2 separate regions of the Gossypium hirsutum genome follow, and region 2 is linked to region 1. The links are chromatin contacts, called in public Hi-C maps. All regions are on one chromosome and are shown on one strand. Each heading gives the region's core, a stretch centred on a gene start, on an enhancer-like site or on the middle of the called end of the contact. The rest is flanking DNA. Distances are from core to core; before and after follow the strand shown. Region 1 holds the start of LOC121208262 (protein RMD5 homolog). Region 2 holds the start of LOC107914346 (50S ribosomal protein L7/L12).

The links. A called contact is a pair of places that touch in the nucleus more often than the background predicts.
Region 2: a contact with region 1 is called in a Hi-C map of leaf, with 2.3 times the contacts expected there. The contact joins the promoter of LOC107914346 here to the promoter of LOC121208262 in region 1. A contact is called at or near these places in 7 of 34 Hi-C or Micro-C datasets (callus and leaf).

What each region holds. Positions count from the first base shown.
Region 1 is chrA10:17,292,369-17,297,429 of Gossypium_hirsutum_v2.1, forward strand. LOC121208262 (protein RMD5 homolog) reads right to left here and starts at 1,264. Exons shown (of 3, transcript XM_041078805.1): 1 at 1,140-1,264; 2 at 658-702.
Region 2 is chrA10:17,526,889-17,531,882 of Gossypium_hirsutum_v2.1, forward strand. It overlaps LOC107914346 (50S ribosomal protein L7/L12), which reads right to left and starts at 1,996. Exons shown (of 1, transcript XM_016843240.2): 1 at 1,230-1,996. The coding sequence starts at 1,884. The coding sequence ends at 1,354. LOC107914345 (probable amino-acid acetyltransferase NAGS1, chloroplastic) reads left to right here. Exons shown (of 10, transcript XM_041078809.1): 9 at 59-94; 10 at 304-773. The coding sequence ends at 311.

The DNA of each region.
Region 1 (5,061 bases), core at 14-2,513:
AAAGATAAACAAATGAATAAAAGGAAGAAGAAGAACTTCAATTTCAATAAGCTTACTGAGACCACAGTCTTGAATAAGTATAGCGGTGAAATATATATCGTATAGCCAACCCCACATACATGTTGGGAAAAAGCCTAGTTTGTTGATTTACATATTCCAGATTATTTTAGACTTTTATACTTCATTTGGTAGGAAGGGTGGACAAAGGAAGAAGTTCTAATCTCAGCCATTGGATTAAAATATTTTCCATCCTTCCCCATCTCCATCCGTCCTAGTCCTACCAAACATAAACAGAAACAAAGTCGAGAAGACAAATCTGAGTCTCAGCGCAAACAAATTAGTATCAACATTGAAGATGAGAATGGTCTACAGGTTTGCATGGTATATATCAAATAAGTTAATTTCCAACGAGGTTAAAGTACTTGTCCGTGTATTGAACTTCTTATGAACCAAAGCTTATGATAATCAAAATTACAACTTAATATCAACAATCTATTTCAAAGTGGCATTTCATATAATTCATGTGATAGAACGAAAAAACTCTTCTAAGAAGAAGCTAACCAAAAATAGCTACAAAACTGCGCAAAAAACCAAATCAGAATTAACAAATGTAAAAAGAAAGGCAATCGAAACAGAAACAGATAAATCTCAAATTACCGATATTAAACTTCGGCGAGAACGGTAAGACTGGAAATATGATTCCTGCAACAAAATTAATAATCAAAATTCAATGTTCAAATCAATCAGAAAATTACAAAACGAATTACATTCAATGCATGACTCAAAGCTATAAATTTAAGTTCAGAATGTAGGCCAAAACGGTTTCAATCATATTAATATCACCAATGTAACTAAAAAATTTCACCTGAGCCATATCAACAATTTAACCAGACGAAGAAACAATTAAAACAAAATTTAAATGAAATCGAGTGACAAATCAATCGGGAAAACTAAAGCGTCAAAGTTCAAAAAAAAAACACATCGATAAATTCATGATTATTTCATCTAGGCACACAAGAATGAAGAAAAAATTAAGGTAAATGAGAGGAAATTAAAAAGTAAATAAAAAAATTAATTTAAGAAAAAAATGAAATTAGAATGATAGTTTCTTTTTAAAAGAAAGAAATGGAAGACCGTACGAATTTGCGGAGGATCGAATCAGTGAAGGGAAAGCCTTGGTGGGGAAGTAGACGCCCTGTGAGGGAGGAGTAAAGGGGAGGAAATGGCTGAAAAGGGCTTAGCCGTTTTACGTTATTCTTTACTTGTTATCCCGTTAAAGAATTGAGGGTATTTATGGAATTTTGACATTTGTGGACTGGATCATGTATCCTGGCCCTTGGGCTATACATTGGGAGATTCAAGATTCTCTTTAGCAGCGAGTCGGTGCTAAACAGGGGAGATCAGGAAGTGGGTTAAATCAAATAACAAGCTTAAAAAGTAAACTTTCAAAAAGAGATTATAAAGATAATAAATATAAAATAATTCAAGTCAATTAAATTATCTAATTAATTACCGACGAGTGGTTGGATGTAATGATAAAATATATTAAACTCTAAAGGAAATGATCTAAGTTTAAATCTTAAACATAACATTATTAAGAGGAATAACCACTAACTCTAAATATAAAAAAAATATATATAAAATACATTTAAATATTAAATTAAATTACCCAATCAATTAATAAAATATAAAATAACTCAATCCAATTAATTAATTAAATCTAAATATAAAATAACAAACCTAACCTAATTAATTGGTTGTAAATGGGAGGGTTGGTAACACGCTTTTTTTTTATTCAAATTTTCTTTGACTTTCATAATTTAAAGCTCAATTTTTTTTACTGAAAATTATTTTTAGAAAATAATTTACTTTTTTTAAAAATTTAATATTTTCTAATGTTTAGAGGAATCTGTATAAAATATTTTCTGTTATTTGGTTAATTTCTTAAAATTATTTCATAAAAGTTGTTTTCAATTAAACAAACATACATTTGAGATTTTCTTATTTTTTTCATTGTTTAATTAAATTTATTTTTATCTATGATTTTATATTTTACATTGTTTTTGCATATATTAAAAATATTATGTTAAATTCAGATTCATTACAAGGTTATTTTTTAATTACATGACTACTAAGTGAGTATTTCTTATTTAAAAATGTGACATCAACAAAATTGACCAAAAAAATTAATGATGTCAACAATTAGACTTAATTTTTAAATTTGAAAAGTAAAGTGACTAAATTCTTGAAAATAAAAGTACAGAGACTAAATTACAAATCTGTGAAGTGTACATAGACTTATGATGTATTTTAACTTTTATACTACAAAACATTTATTATTAATATATTTATAATTGTAATAAATATTTATTATAAAATATTAATATTAATTATTTTTAATAATATGTGAATAATATTATTTAAAATTATTATTTTTAAAATTTATTATTAAAATAAAATTGAATATTAAATAATTTATTAAAATAATAAATTGTATTTTTTATATTAATAATTTATTATATGATTAAATATAAATAATTAAATATGTATGTTTAATAATATTGAAAAATATAATATTTTAAATATTTTTTTAAAAAATAAAATTTATTATCAATATAATAATATTAAGCTTAATTTAAGTTAATTTTTATAAAAAATAAAATTGTCTATAGATGAGCTCTTTTCGAAAAATGAATTACGCTTTTCAAAATGGTAAGTCATTTTACAGGAAAAAAGAGTTTATTTTACCTTGATTTGTAAGTCATTTTCCGTTGACCAAACTATTTTCTGTGAAACAAACACAGGAAAATACAGAAAATATTTTCCGTAAAACTTTTTACATGTAAACAAATGGACCCAAATTAGTTTGAATTTCGAATTTTGTCGGATTTTGATAATTTCAATTAGTCAATTATAACACAAAAGAAATTCATCTTTAGATGATTATTTATTTCAAAATCTAAATGTTTTTTTATGAAGCGTGCATTTTTATTTGAGTCACTAAGTCATTAATTACTATTAACGGTATAACGTTAAGCTGACGTGACATGTTAAATCATCATTTCAAACAAACATTTAGGTTAAATTTTACAATTAGTCCTTGTATTTTTTCATTTTGAGCAATTTAATTTTTTTCTTGTTTGTTCTTTTAAATTTATTTTTTCTTTATTTTCCATTCTCTTCTGCTTCTCCCCTATTTTCCTTTCTTCTACATTTCTTTTAACGTAATTTTTCTATATTTTTCACTTGTTAAAATTAGTTCACAAGCTTGCCTCACTTGAAAAGATTAAATTGTTCAAAAAAAAAAGAATAGGTACTAGTTTTAACAAATGAAAAACATAGAATAACTACGTTAAAAGAAATGGAGAAGGGAGGAAAACAAAGGGAGAAGCAGAAGAGAATGAAAAATAAAGAAAAAAATAAAGTTAAAAGAACATAAAAGAAAAAATTAAATTGCTCAAAAAAAAATACAGGGACTAGTTGTATAAATTAACCTAAAATTTTTGTTTGAAATGATTATCTAACGTGCTATGTCATCTTATCTTACACCGCTAATGTCAGTTAACGGCTCAATGACTAAAATATTACAACACGATAACATAAGTGACTAAAACGTAACATTTCAAACATAAGTGACCAAAATGTAACCTGAGGTAAACAAAAATGACTATTTTAGTAGTTTAGTCTTATTAATTTTAAGTGTTTGTCATTGCTATAAAAAATTGCTGCTAAAGGTTAAAATATCATTTTCAAACATAATAGTGAAAAGTTAATAAAAGAAAAAGAAAAAAAAGTTATATGATATTTAAATAATTTAACATAATCATACATGAATTATAAATTTTAAATACCTTTTAAATAATTAATATAAATTATCTGTAAAATTAATGACATATAAAATATTTTTAAAATTTAAATATAATAATTGATATTTAAATAATTTAATATAATGATACATAAACTATAATTTAATTTAATTTTTATTTACCTTTTAAATAGTTAATATAAATAATGGTATTTTGATATATAAATTAAGTTGTAGGCATAAGAAAGAAAATTAATATAAATAATGGTTTGATCCCAAGCAACCCCATTCTCCTTTTCCAATTATAAAAAAGAAAATTAATATAAATAAAGAGTATTTTAATAATTTCATTTTTAAACGTAAAAACTAAAAGCATCTACATTTCAATTTTTAACTATGCACTTTTAAGTCTAAAAGTCAAGTGTTATCCATTGCTTTTGCAGTGGAAAAGCATTTTTGGCTTTTCCACCACAAAGGAGAACGCTCCCTTGATATTATTAACTCAATTATGTGACTCCTGTGCTAAGAAATACGACTCTAAAGGAGGCTACTTGAACTATTAACCCAAAAAATATGAGCAAATTGTGATAATTTTTTATGTATTGACTTTTGATACTTAGAGCACGGTTTGGTTCGCTGTATTGGATTAGAGGTGTAATGGATTAGAGGTGTAATGGAATAGAGGTGTAATAGCAAATCAACTGTTTGGTTGAATGTAATGGAATAGAGGCGTAATAGTAATCTTGTGTTTGGTTGAATGGAATAGAGGTGTAATAGCATAATGAAAAAAACTAAAATGACTAGAATACCCTTAGCATAAATTTGTTTTGGTAAATGATTATTGTTATTGTTATTTAAATTTTAATAAGATTATTATTATCAATAATAAATAATTTAATCATATTTAAACATAATTATTATTAAATATATTTTAATTAAAATATATAATTTAATAAAATTCTTAATAATTAGCAGAAATTTGTTTTGGTAAATTATTATTGTTATTATTATTTAAATTTTAATAAGATTATTAATATCAATAATAAATAATTTAATCATATTTAAACATAATTATTATTAAATATATTTTAATTAAAATATATAATTTAATAAAATTCTTAATAATTAATATTCTTATATGAATTTACTCAAATCATAATATATGATACTGTAAAATATAAATTAACATAATAATTATTAAATATATTATAACTATATTTGCTGCAACATCATAGAAATTCAATACCGTAGCTCAC
Region 2 (4,994 bases), core at 746-3,245, 240 kb after region 1:
TGGGAAATTTTTTGTGATCAACCAACCAATATCATTCCTAATAATCAAATATCTGCAGATTATATTGAGAAGAAGGCGTCCTCACTCGGATTGGGTAGGCTTTTCCTTCTGACAACTCGGACTGCTGATTGGTCTGTATTTTTTTCCCACTACATCATTTCAAACATGGAATTATTTTCTTTCACCTTTTAGATAAATTTGAAGCAACCTTGTAATCTGGATAAAGGGGGGGAGTTGAGTTATATTGAATATTCTCCATCTGATGTCCAGGATATGATATATAAAACAATGTGGTTTTAGCAGGTTTGTAAGGCGTGGGTTTACGGAGTGTAGCATCGACATGATACCAGATGAAAGGAGGAAAAAGATTAATCTATTTCGTAAATCTAAGTATTACGTGAAGAAATTGGTAGCGGATGGAAGTGGAATTACTGCCGATAGAGCATTTAAATGAAGCTTCCAACAGATGCCAGCTGAGTGTACTAGTTCATGTGGCCAACTCCTGCGGTTGCCACTTCAAGATTAGACGCATAACGTTTTCTTGAGGTGATAGTTATGGGCAGGTGGGGAACTCGAAAAATGAGCTCCTTTAGCAGAAAGTGCTAACTAGGGCTGAACCTCATCTAGTGTAAATTAGATATTGCCTAGGTTTTTGTTACGATTTCTAGTTTATTATCGCTATTGCCATAAGCCACTTAGTTTATAGGCGATTTGTAATTAACAGTGCTTTTAGAATATGATAAATAATATATTCTTTTTTTGGTTGATTTCAAGATCTGAAGATCGTGTCAGTTTCCCATTTGTAATACTTAAAACTGCGTTTAACTTATAGTTTCTGAATTTAATATAATGCATTAAGGGCATAATTGCAAAGCAGCAAAAGACTTGAGCTCAATCGATAACTTAATCCCAGAAAGGTGGCTGAATCTTTCTTTATTCAAGTTCGCTCGACGTTCAAATATGATTATAGATTATGAAACATGAAATTATAAAAATCCTTAATTGATATCAGAGCACAAATATTAGAGTGAACTAACAATGAAGCATAATCACAAGTCAAATTGAATTTTAAAGGGGCCCAACGCCAACGGGCATTGGCACCGGCCACCACCATTCTCAAATAGAAGGTGAACTACAGGTACTACCATTAATCCATCCTAATCCATTCATTTCAATACACCCAAAACTAAACTATTTCAAAACAAACCCAATCAATGGATCAAATTGACTTCAGCAAAGTTTCTCACTTTCAAATTCTATTGGTAATGCCAATAACAACAATATCCTCAAAAACTTTAGTTCCCATTTCATCAAAACAACAATTATTCTACACCTTTAGTCAAATATATAAAATCATTCAAGTACCACAGTAGCACCCAATTCTTGGAGCTTCTTAATAATGGCCTCAGCTTCCTCTTTTGTTACTCCCTTTTTAACCACAACCGGAACTTTCTCCACCATATCCTTAGCTTCTTTCAAACCCAATTCCGTAAACGTCCTCACTTCTTTTATTATCTTTATCTTGGCCGCCGCATCGAATTTCTCCAGCTTTATATCAAACGCCGTCTTTTCCGCCGTTTTCGTTTCGGCTGCGCTGGATCCGGTTCCCGGTGCCGAAGCGGCGGCGGAGGATACTCCGGATACGGAGGGTCCGTAGCGGTTGAGGCCGAGTTTAAGACGGAAGAGTATGGAATAGTCGTAGCGTTCGAGCTTTGTAAGATCTAAAAGCTCGTCGGCGATGCGTTCGAGTTTCTGGGTCCGGTTCTCGGCAGTGGCGGTGGCGGTGGCGGTGGAAATGAAGCAGGAAACGGGTGGCTTGGGTGAGGACGAAACGAGGAGTTTGAAGATGGAGTGAGTGGGGATCTTTGAGATGGTGGAAGCCATTGTTGGAAAAATTAAGAGTGGAGTTTCAGTGTTAGGTTTTATCGGTTAGAGGAAATAAATGGTTTTAATAGATGAAGGTATTTTCAGAATTTTATACATACTTAGTAGGTTTTTTTTAAAAAATTTAGGGTAAATTCCACAAATAGTCACCCAACTTTAGTGTAACTGACAAAACAGTCATCTAAGTTTTATTTCAGTCACTTAACTTTCAAAAAGTTACAAAACAGTCCTTTTTTGCCATTTTTCATCACAAACGTCATGGCAAAAGTGACATGGTAGATGACGGTGTCTTTGGTGTAAAAAAACCCTCCAGTTGGTCGATTACTCTCAATTTAACAGTCCTACTAGCACCATTTTAAGGTTAGAGAAAAAGAAAAAAGAAAAAAAAGAAGAGGAAAAGAAAAAGGAGGAAAGGAAAAATGGAGATGCCTGAAGTGATCCCAGTGTGCTATTGTGGAAACCTAGCCAAATTAAACACGTCTTGATCCAATGACAACCTAGGTAGGAGGTTTTTTGGGTGTAAGAAATTTGGCAGTGGATTTCGAAAACCATGTCGGTTTTTCACCTGATTTGATCCACCATTGACACCCCGTTCACGAATTGTGTTGTTAGGTCTTCTAAAAAAAGTGAGGACATTAAAGGATACAAGGAGGAGGGAAAGAAAAACATGGTTTTTGGTGCTTGTATTTGTAACTGTGTTGTTGTCTTTTAAACTTTAAATCAGCTTATGTTGTTGTTGTTAGCATTGAAAACCAGCTTATATTTTGTAATATTGTTGCTGGTATATTGTTGCTTATGTTGTTATACATGGCTACTGGTATATTATTGCTTATGTTGTTATACATGGCTACTGGCATACATGGCTAACCAGCTCATGTTGTTGTTTACAAACTTGAAAGACTTGAAATGGGATATAATATGTGGTTGTTGCTTACAAATTGTTTTGTAATAGTATTGTTGCTTACAATAGTTAGAAAGTTGTTTTGTAATATTTGATTTCATTTCAAAGTTGATAGACTTGAAAGAATGTTTAATCTTCATTTCATTTGTATTTCTCAATACTCATATATCAAAAAAGATAACAGATGAAAAAATATATATTTGTATTTCTCAATTCTCACACATTTGTTTTTTCAATACTCATATGTTAGAAGAGATAACACAAATTGCATGGATCAATGCTTATATATTAAGGCAAAATGTCAAACTGTTTACAAAAGGAATGAAGGGGCAAAACATTGCCAAATTTTCCTACAATTCAACACAACTGAACAGATGTAAATTGTAGGAAAATTTACAAAAAAAATAAATTGTAACTATATGCCTAAATTTATCAACAGTAGCAATCATAGGCAAATTTACAAAAATTAATTTGCTTAAGTTAATAAATCAGTAGCAGACAAATTTACACAAATTCAAAAAGTTAACAAAATAAGGTCTGTTCACACTAGCATCATTGGTCTATCATGGATGACTCTTGAGTAGGAGGCATCCATTTAACAGTGGTTGGTTTTCTCTTGAATGGGAGCTTTTTCTCTTGAGGCAACATCTTTTTGGTGAGTTAGGGCAGCTTACTGATGAGTTGGGGCAGCCTGCTGAGTTAGGGTACTCTCTTGCTGATTTGGGGTAGCCTGTTGCGAAGTTGGGGCAACCACTTGGTTGTGAACACCAACTTTATGTCTTTTGACCTACAGGAACAAGTAAAATCTGTCAAACAAATTCATAAACAGAAGCAATATAACTTAAGACAAATGACTTACTGGAATGTTTTGGCCAACTTCCCCTTTGCAACTCCTCTTATTGTGGCCTATTCTTTTGCATTTACTGCACCTCATGTCCACCCCTCTCTTGCTCAACCTTTTTGTTGTTTGTGGTTCATCAAGTTCTTTTCTTCTCACCTTAATAGGTCTGCCAGGTGGCCTTCTTAGTGTAGGAAGCAGTATTAGCAGCATGTTTAACAAAGAGACCCATTGTTTAGGACCCTTTACTGGCCTTATAAAGTTGGAGTAAATTTGAATTTGGGTTTGCTTGGTGTATTAGGTTTGTACATAGGTCTCTGAGAACTCATCTTTTAGATGAATGATTGCCAGTGCATGCATGCAAAGGATGTCAGTGAGATCTCAATTCCTGCAAGAGCAGGAATTCTCAACTAAATCCACCACATGCTAGCTGCCTGGACTACATTCAACCTGATACCTGTTCACACTAGCATGTGATGGAACACACCTAAAAAATAGTCACCATGCTTGGTTAAAAAACAATCACTAAAACAACATTAGGAGAAGCCCCACCAACAATGATACACATACACACACACACCCCTAAAAAGCAGTCACTACATGCATATTATTAAAAAAAATACTTACTGCATGCATATTAAAAAATAGTCAACAACATGTATATTAAAAAACAGTCATACACACTGACAATCATTGCATGCATATTATTAAAAAATACTCACTGCATGTATATTAAAAAATAGTCAATAGCATGTATATTAAAAAAAAAGCCATACACACCAACAATCACTACATGTATATTATTAAAAAATACTCACTGCATGCATATTAAAAAATAGTCAATAACATGTATATTAAAAAACAGTCATACACACCAACAATCAATACATATTAAAAAAACACTCACTAAAACAACATGTGACCAGCAACTTGAAGTCAGAATAAAGTCATCAAAAAGATTGAAAATGGTAACTTTACCTCAATGAATCTTTTATATTTACATCCAGCTTTTTCCTGATCTTTAGACACAACATTCCTTTCCATTTGTTAGCTTCTTCTTTCTTCTTGACAATAAACAACATAATCTTGGTCCTTATTATTTCCACCATGGTAGAATAGGTTTCCCTCTTGCTTCCAATATCATCTACCAGTAAACAACATAAAGGATTAGCGAATTGCTAATGATTAGTAAGAAACATAAAACATAGGGGTTTACCTTGGTAAAGGATTCAAAAAAGATTATTCACCAACATGTCAGAATGGCTCCTAGTTGAGAAGTGAGACCTTTACCAACGAGTAGGGTTATTTTCCTTCAACCAATCATAAGCATGCTAATTAGTTTTCTTTAATACATCCATGGCATCCTCAAAA